Regions from separate parts of the Rattus norvegicus genome. Here region 1 is linked to region 2. A link is a contact called in public Hi-C data. All regions are on one chromosome and are shown on one strand. Each heading gives the region's core, a stretch centred on a gene start, on an enhancer-like site or on the middle of the called end of the contact. The rest is flanking DNA. Distances are from core to core; before and after follow the strand shown.

Region 1 (4,158 bases), core at 177-2,676, 170 kb before region 2:
AAGCCCCTCTCCCAGCTCCTGCAGCTCCAGGTGCTGAAGACCCCACGAAGTACCCCAAGACCCTCAGGGTGACCAGCCTTAGAGCCTGGTGTAGGGCAGGGGGCTGGGTAGGTGTCACGCCAGCTCTGCCACGGCCCTGGGCCAAAGGCAAGCATTAATGATGATGGCGAGGATGGTGATGCATCTTTTGGGACCATGGGGACGCTGCACCCCAAAGATCCACACAGGCCATCAGAAAGGGCAGGGACAGGGCTGGAGCTGAGCAGCTGTGTCCAGGCGGGGCAAGGGACCGGCACATGGGTGACGGGGCCTAGGTGGTTTGATGTGGGGCCTCCAGCATCTCCATGAGGAAAGTGTCGATGGGTGTATCCCCGATGAGCTTGAAGAAGAACAGGTGCTCCAGGCACTTGAGCCCAATGGATCGCAGTGCAGGCAGCCGGAGCAGCAGCTTGGCAAACCTGCAGGATGGTAGAGAGTGAGGACAGGTCAGGAGGCGGGGAGTGCTCCCTGCTCTACTCGGTGACTCGTAGCTTCCCTGGAGACCAGCCGAGCCCAGTGCCTGGGACCTGAGTCTGGTCTGCAGAGGAAGCTGCCTACGTTGATCCTTCTGGAAGAAGTGGGGAACTAGAAAAAGGAGGCTCCTTGGAGACAAAAGAGGACAAGGGGCAGGGGTGTGGCAGGGATGTAGCAGGGGTGCAGCAGGGGTGAGGTAGGGGTGCGGTAAGGTGAGGTAGGTACATAAGGCCCTGAAATGAAAGGAAGAGCCAATGGTAAGACTACTGTTGGCCAGGACAGGCCCAACAGGGTTTAGGAGAGCAGTTACAAGTGTGGGCTTGCTCCATGGGCAAGGAGAGCCTCAACAGAGATGTCAGCAGGCAAGGGCATGAGTGTCTCTCTGTGCATTGGAGAGGCCTCTGCAAGAGCAGCTGTGCCTATAGGGGCAGTGGGGCGTGTCCTGGAAGATGCATCAGAAAGATCTGTGGGCAGCCTTAGTAATACGCATGGGGTGACTGACAAGCCACAGGGTGGAGACCCCTGCTGAAGGGAGAGCCAGCAGTGACTGGGGAATTCCGTGCTCCAGCAGGAGCACTTCCCTGGGGAGGACTGGAGAGGCCTTGGGGTTCCTCTACCCCTGGAGCGTTTCCTGGGCAAAAGACAGACAGGCATGGGGAAGGAGTCTAGGAACTCACGGGAGATGGACAGACAAGAGAGGACAGTGTGGTGCGGGGACAGGACCTGGGGTCCCACATGTGACCTCTGCTCGGGGCCTCCCTATATAGTGGAGGGGGCTCTGGGCCTCATTAATTATTAACAATGTCTTTCATTTCCAGAGAGGAAGCCTTGTGGCTGGCTGCCCCACAGTCCTCAGTTTAAAGGCACAGGCGAAGCTTGGCGGCTGGAGAGGCGCCAGAGAACAGGCTGTTTTCTGCTGAGCTGGCGAGATGGGCTAAGGCAGGAAGCCAGGAAAAACAAGCTGCTGCCACCCTCCTGTCCTCCTCCGGGAAGTTTCACTTTAAACCAAACCAGATGAGGGCTAAACAGCAGTGTGGACAGTTAACCATGTGTGTGCCAGGCAACGGACGGGTTAGTGTGCCCGACCGCCCGTCTCACACTACCCCTCTCACACATAGTCTGCACACTGAGAGCCTGCAAGGGGAGAGGCAGAACTGAATCCTTGGAATGCACCATTCCTCCTGAACACCTACTATGTGCCTAACACTAGACTGTGCACCCAGCACCCTGGACCTGGACATGACTAGATGACAGTCTTAGGCCAGCAGACACGATGCTTTCTCCAGCCTCAGACACCTACTCTGAACAACTGAAAAGCACCTGCACTGTGCTGGCATTTCCGGGTCACTGAACAAGTGAAGAAGAGAAGTCATGAATAGCAAGGACCTACTGTGCGCTAGGAAATGGATCGATTCTCTCAACGGGCTACAGGGGAAAGTGAGTTGTCCTCAGAGCTCATGAGTCCAAGGGCTGCCTCGCTCCTGCTCAAAGCCTAAAAAGCATCCCAGGGTGGTCTTGAGGAGGACAGCATAGTTCTGTGGCATACGAAGGGCTTTGGAGAGGTGTGGCTGAGCCCAAGTGTAGAGGCAGGGGGCTGTCGGGGACGGAGTAGAGCTCACCTGCCCGGCTGCTCAGGGTACTTGTGTTTGCAGTACGCTTCTAGTGATGCATACACCTTCTCCCTCAGCGCCTCCACCTCAGCAGGGTTTGAGAGCCCCTTAGAGTCTGCAGAGGAAAACAGCCTCAGGTCAGAGCCCCCAGACCGCCTCCCACAAACATGCAAGCCCAGCAGAGAGGGCATATGCTACACAAGTAGATATGGCTGCCCTGCAGACCCAGAGCTCCGAAACCAGGAGGACGGGTGCTCCACTCGGCCACTTGAAAGTCAAGTGACCTTGTCATTAGAGGACTTAGTTTCCCCACCTTTCTCTAGGTGGCCATGGCCAATGCTTTTACTGCCCTTGGGCCCTGGCCCCAGTGACAGGAAGCCCTTCCCTGAGGATCTCCCCACACCATGAGTCGGGGAGGCTCCTCCATAGAACCTAGACACTGGCCACAATACAGGCTGCAGGAAAGCCACAACCACAGTCATCAACACCATCAGGGCCCACTGTGCCAGTAAGAATGCTGGGGGTAGCTTAGACTACATAAGACACCTTCAACTGACCCAGTCCTGACAGGACTACCCCTCCCTACCCCTTGAGGCCCCAGGCCCAAGCGTCCCTGGTTCGCCATACCTCCTACTCAGACCTAACCTGGGAAACTATGAGGTTGGCTCAGGAATTACAGCCTGGTGAGCTATCTGGGGTGGAAGCCTATGTCCCTGTCCCCCCATATCTTCTACTCACTATGGGCAGGGCTGGTGAGCCCCATCAGCCAAGCTCCCAACCCACATTCAACCCCTTCCTAGGCAGACAGGGATGAACTTTCAAATACGGAAGCCCATGAATGCCTGCTGCAGCAAGTGCCCAGCGCTTCCTAGAGCCTGGCCAGAGCATCCACAAGTCCATGGGCCACCCCTTGAATCCCTGAGCTTCTTCTCAGCAAGAATCCCACACTCTCTGCTAATGCGTTCCCATCCCCATGTGAACTGGCCACCAGTGGCATCTGCCACCCACCCAGTGCTGTGAGCACGGGCCTGGGCCACTGCTCACACTCCAGCCTCGCATGCAGCGTCCCACACAGAAGACACTGCCTCAGCCTTGTGGCAGCAGCAGCTTGGAGGCCCCGCACACTGAAGCTCCAGAGCCAACCAAGGGGCTTGCTGTCCTCAAGAGGCTACTCCACCCTGACCCCCCCAAACGCCCTTCAAACCAAGGCTTGAGACATGTCAGCCACCCTCGGGACACCTAACAAGATGGACTGACCACCAACCCCATCCTGGGAGCTCACTCTAACGGAAGACCACTGTGGACAGCAGAGCCCGCGAGGCTCAGCCGGAGAGCACTGATGTCAAGTGCACACTCCAGTCTCATAGAGTGCCACTTGAGCCTCTCCATTAAGTCTCCAGACAAGTGGAGGCAGGAGATTGGTGTCTTCTGTGATGGGGACGCTGGGCCCCGAAGGCCCACAGAGGAGATGGCAGGGCCGTACCAGGGTTGAAGAGGACAATGGCGCGCAAGCAGCCCAGCTCCGTCTTGTCCATCTGCATGTCACGCATCTTCGACACCAGCTCCGTTAGCACCCTGCGGGGAAAGCAAGTGCCAGTTAGACACGTCCTTACCAGGGCCCCACCAAGGAGGATCCACTGGATTCATGAAGCCCAGGGTAGACCGGGAATAGCTGGATGTACTGGGCCTGGCCACGTCCACAGGAAGGAAGCATCGCCATGAGCTCAGTTCTGTGGAGGATGGTGTCCTCCACTACCCCAGCGCTGTTTGGGAATCTGAGCCCAGAGGAGGAACCCTAAGGAGAGCTGAGACAAGATCTCCTGCTGTGTGGCCAGCCCAGGTTGCCCTGCACTCATAGCTGTTCCCTTTAGCTCCAGGTTAGACTTTTCCCTGGGACAAAGCCTCTTGGTAGAAGTCATTTTCCATAAGCGGATATCACCTTTCCTCAGCAAGATGCCTCCAAAGGGCCTTCACATGTCCTTAGCCCACTCGACATGTGCGGAATCTGGAAGAATCCTAGGCTCCACTCCGGTGT
Region 2 (4,771 bases), core at 329-2,828:
AACACAGTATTACACAGTACAACAAGTACTGTGGTGGTTTGTCATAAGAATGACTCCCATGGGCTGGAGAGATGACTCAGTGGTTAAGAGCACTGGCTGCTCTTCCTGATGTCCTGAGTTCAATTCCCAGCAACCACATGTGGCTCACAACCATCTGTAATGGATCTGATGCCCTCTTCTGGTGTGTCTGAAGACAGCTACAATGTACTCATATACATAAAATAAATAAAGATCTTAAAAAAATAATGACTCCCATAGGCTCATAGACTTGAATACTTGGTCACCAGAGAGTTACACTATTTGAAAGGATTAGTAGGCGTGGCCTTGTTGGAGGAAGTGTGACACTGGGGGTGGGCTTTGGGATTGAAACCCAAGCCATGCCCAATGGCACTCTCTCTTCCTGCTGCCTGCCGTTCCAGATGTAAAACTCTCAGCTCCTTCTGCAGCACTGTGTCTACCTGTGACAGAGTCTGAAACTGTAAGCCAGACCCAGTTAAAAGCTTTCTTTGTAAGAGTTGCCATGATCATGGTGTCTCCTCACAGCAGTAGAGCGCTGCCTAAGAGAAATAAGGAGTAACACTCTAACATCTACCACAGCGTGGGTAAACCTTAGAAATATAGTGCTTAGTGATAGGAGCCAGACACAAGAGGCCACTTAGTAAGTGGTTCCATTCGCATGAAAAAATACAAAAAACAAAACAAACAAACAAAAGGTCAGAATAAGCCAGTCCACACAGGAAGCATCGTGGGAGAATCCAGGCACTAAGAGAAGACACACAGGCATGACTGGATTCATGAGTATGGCTTTCTCTCTCTCTCTCTCTCTCTCTCTCTCTCTCTCTCTCTCTCTCTCTCTCTTACTTTTGTTTTTGCTCTTGTTCCTTTTTTGACAGGATGTCTTGTAGCCCAGGCTAGCCTCTAACTTCCTGTATAACTGAGGATGACCTCTTCCTGTATAACTGAGGATGACCTCTTCTGTTTCCCCTACCTCTCCCTCTGGAGTGCTGGGATTATAGTCACATGTCCAACTGATGTGATACTGGGGATGGGATCCAGGGCTTTGTGCATGCTAGGAAGCACTCTCCCAAGAGAGCCGTGCGCTGCCCCAGGTCTAACACCCTTTGTACTTAAGATACACTAGAGAGGCTGGAGAGATGGCTCAGTGGTTAAGAGTACTGACTGCTCTTCCAGAGGTCCTGAGTTCAGTTCCCAGCAACCACATGGTGGCTCATAAGGGATTCGATGCCCTCTTCACTGTATCAGCAACAACATACTCATATACATTAAATAAATGGTTTTTAAGGAAGAAGAAGAAGAAGAAGAAGAAGAAGAAGAAGAAGAAGAAGAGGAGGAGGAGGAGGAGGAGGAGGAGGAGGAGGAGGAGGAGGAGGAGGAGGAGGAGGAGGAGGAGGAGGAAGAGGAAGAGGAAGAGGAAGAAGAAGGAAAGAAAGAAAGAAGGAAAGAAAGAAAGAAAATGCACTAGAACTAGAGGTGTTGGCCACACCCTCCTGTGCACCTATGTGCCACTGAGTCCCATTGAACCACACACACTTGCAAACAGGTCATTTCAAGTGGCACAGAAAGTACATTCGGACAAACATGATCCAGGAGAAGCACCCAGCACAGCCTGATCTTTGTACCCTTCATGCTGGCCACACATGATCAGATTTGAACTTGAGGTTCCACAGTAAGTGGGTATAGCAGGTATGTGTGTTGTGGGGTGGCAGCAAATGCCACACATGAATTTAGTCCCTAGCTTTCCTTCTCAGTATTTCTCGTGCCCATTCTCAAGTTCCTGTTGACAAGCCTTATGCTGGCCTGAGCTTTTGTCCATAGGGGTGGGGGTATTTTTTTTAAAGCCGCAAAACCTTCATCCCTTGCTGCATAGACATACCCATACCTGCATAGTGAGGCTGTCTCTTCTTGTCTTTCTGTACCAGAGCTTTGTTCTGGGCCCCACCATCTTGCTGCCTGCTGGGTCCTGTGCCACAAATGACTGTGGATGGTGACCAGATGTTGCATTGTAAACACACTTACACTCAGGCCTGAGTGTGAGGCTCAACCCTGCTCTTGAGTTGCTCGTACCCTGCAGGCTAACCCAAGTCCCCACATCCCCTCCAGCCCTCACTACTCATCCACTAGAAAGCGAGGCCCAAGACGCCTCTGGCCCCTCTTGGGAGAGGTTCGGGTGTTGCACAAGTGCCTCGTAGGCTCCAAAATAATCCAATTTCAGAAGAGGAGAGGGAAGAAGAGGGAGGAGGCAGGGGGAGGTGACTGAATGCCAGAGGAGGCTTTCCTCGAGACAGCTGTTTCATACTTTTTTCTCCATTTTATGATCTAAAAGTTTCCCAAAACAAAAAGATCTGTTATTTTCTGCCTCCCAGATATTACAGTGATAGCATGCCACGGCTAGATGACAATGACACAGGTGTAGAATGGATCCGATGTATGGAGAACTCTGCAAAGCAGGCTCCTTCTCGCAGAATCTGGGCTTTGGCTGCCGTCTCTTGCCATGATGTTCTGGCCACAGGGCCACAAGCACCATTCTCCTCTGCCCCAGTCTCTTAGCCCCAACAGGTTGGAAGGCTCTTGTACTCGCCCAACCCTCTTCCATCATGGTTAGGTACCACGCGACTTTTCATTTCCAAGTCTGATTACCACAGATGCAGAGTGAAAAATGATCCAATAACCCAGGAAATCCGAGCATCTCAGAACGAAACACAATAACCACGGCTGTGGCTGCCAGTTTCAGTCAGATAGATTAGGCCAGCATCGGTGGCTAGGAAAGGACACTGGAAGGGTCACTCTACTGGGATGAGAGAGAGGGTCAGTCACTAACCAGGCCATGTTAGGGCTGGAGTAAGTGCTGGGGACTGGGCTGCAGCCCCCCTTCCAATCCTGGCAAGGACTGAAATGGACATGAGCTTTTCTGCCTCTTGGCCTGAGGGGGGGGGGTCTGTGAAGTCGGGAACCATGAGGCCTGGTACAAGGTGCAGAGATAGATGGATGGATGGATAGATAGATAGATAGATAGATAGATAGATAGGTGATAGAGGTATTATATAGAGAATATATGTATATAGAGAATATATATACATATATATATATATATGAATTAAAGGTGGGTCTTCCCACTTCAAATGATTTAATTAAAAAGAAATCCCTCACAGATGTGCCCAGCCTCTTGGGTTTTAGTTAACTCCAGATGTAGTCAAGTTGACAACCAAGTGTAGCCGTCACAGAGGGATTTCAGAGAGCCCCTACCCAGCCCACCGAGCAGGCATCTAGCTTGTGTCCGTTTTAACTGAACTTTGCTTTTTTTTTTTTAAAGATTTATTTATTTATTATATATAAGTACACAGTAGCAGTCTTCAGACACACCAGAAGAGGGCATCGGATCCCATTACAGATGGTTGTGAGCCACCATGTGGTTGCTGGGATGAACTCAGGACCTCTGGAAGAGCAGTCAGCGCTCTTAACCACTGAGTCACCTCTCCAGTCCTGAACTTTGCTTTTTAAAAGGATCATATTCAAGTAACTCAAATATCGTTTCCTGATTTTACAGGCTTTTGGATCTGGGACATGTTGGTTGAGCCAGGGGTCTTCCACAGGTGTGCCCCGCATCCTGGCCATTCCCCCTGCCCATCTCCCACACACGTGGCTAGCCATAAGCTTTACACCATGGCCTGCCAGGTCTCAAGCAGGTGGTCTCCCTTCAGGCTCTGTGTGTCCCCTAGAGTGTGAGATACAACCTATCACCAAGAAGTCCCTAAGTGGTTTCACCACAGGGGACGTTTTGGGAATCAACCATAGACAGTGGTATTCACTCCACCCACGTGGTAGGCGACTGGTCAAATGCTCTGGCTACCTGAGCTAGAACTCCACCGAACAACCCTGGGCTTCTTTTTATTTATTTATTTTTTAATATTTATTTTTTTATCTTTTAACAATTATGTGTGCATGCGTGTCTGTGTTGTTTGTACGTGCAAACGAGTGCAGTGCCCTTGGAGACCACAAGACAGAGTACGACCTCATGCAACAGAAGTTATAGGCAGTTATGAGCCACCCAGCAAGGATCCTGAAGCAGAACTCAGGGCCTGTGCAAGAGCAGCAAGTATCTTTAAGCACTGAGCCATCCCTCCAGCCCTCCATATCTTACAAACTTCTTTCAGAATCATCCACCATTAGGAGATTGCAGGAAATCAATGGCCTGGGCCCACTTAGAAGGTCCTGAGCTGCTGCAGGAGGCAGCCCGGGCATTTGCACGTTGAGACCCATATGAGTTTATCACCAGAGACTCCCTTTAGTTCCTCCTTTCTGTTACAGTCAAGACACCATACTGATTTTCTCCAGAGTCTTGTGAACTTCGAGGGTGGTCTATGGTTTCCACCCAAGACACTGAGGGAACAACCAGCCTGGAGGTGAGAACCTCAGCTCAACCAGAAAGCCCCCCCAATCATCACGAGGTCACAAAAGTCCAATAACAGGTCATATCCAGGACGTGTGCATGCTGACCCAGGTGACCTGGGTGAGCTAGGTCAAGTGCCATGGTCAAAAGTCTCTAACGGCGCATGACCAAGCCTGACTGGGTTGGTTGTAGAAATGAGGTCATGCCTCAGTTTCCTCATCAGGACAGCAAGAACATTCCCCTGGACAGCCCAGGGCCCCATCCGCCATAGGGAAAATATTGCAACTAAAGGCAGCCAATGTAACTTAAGTGATAGGATGACACCTTGAAGACTTTGTCTATTTTAGTGTCACAGCAAGGCAA

What was found. Hi-C and Micro-C count contacts between places; a contact is called where the count stands out from the background.
Region 1: a Hi-C map of hepatocytes shows a contact between it and region 2, with 6 times the contacts expected there. The contact joins two enhancer-like sites. A contact is called at or near these places in 3 of 12 Hi-C or Micro-C datasets (hepatocytes, kidney and liver).

Annotation. Positions count from the first base shown.
Region 1 is chr3:31,467,364-31,471,521 of GRCr8, reverse strand. Rxra (retinoid X receptor alpha) reads right to left here. Exons shown (of 10, transcript NM_012805.3): 8 at 3,607-3,698; 9 at 2,133-2,238; 10 at 1-458. The coding sequence ends at 311. Among named protein-coding and RNA genes, the nearest start is that of Rxra, 82 kb to the right of the region's middle. Within about 2 kb of position 1,426, at least 60 of the 93 cell types and tissues checked have an H3K27ac peak or open chromatin away from gene starts, as enhancers often do. A contact at or near this core is called in hepatocytes, where this site is marked.
Region 2 is chr3:31,298,023-31,302,793 of GRCr8, reverse strand. No RefSeq gene overlaps it. Among named protein-coding and RNA genes, the nearest start is that of Trnaa-agc47, 56 kb to the right of the region's middle. Within about 2 kb of position 1,578, at least 2 of the 93 cell types and tissues checked have an H3K27ac peak or open chromatin away from gene starts, as enhancers often do. A contact at or near this core is called in hepatocytes, where this site is marked.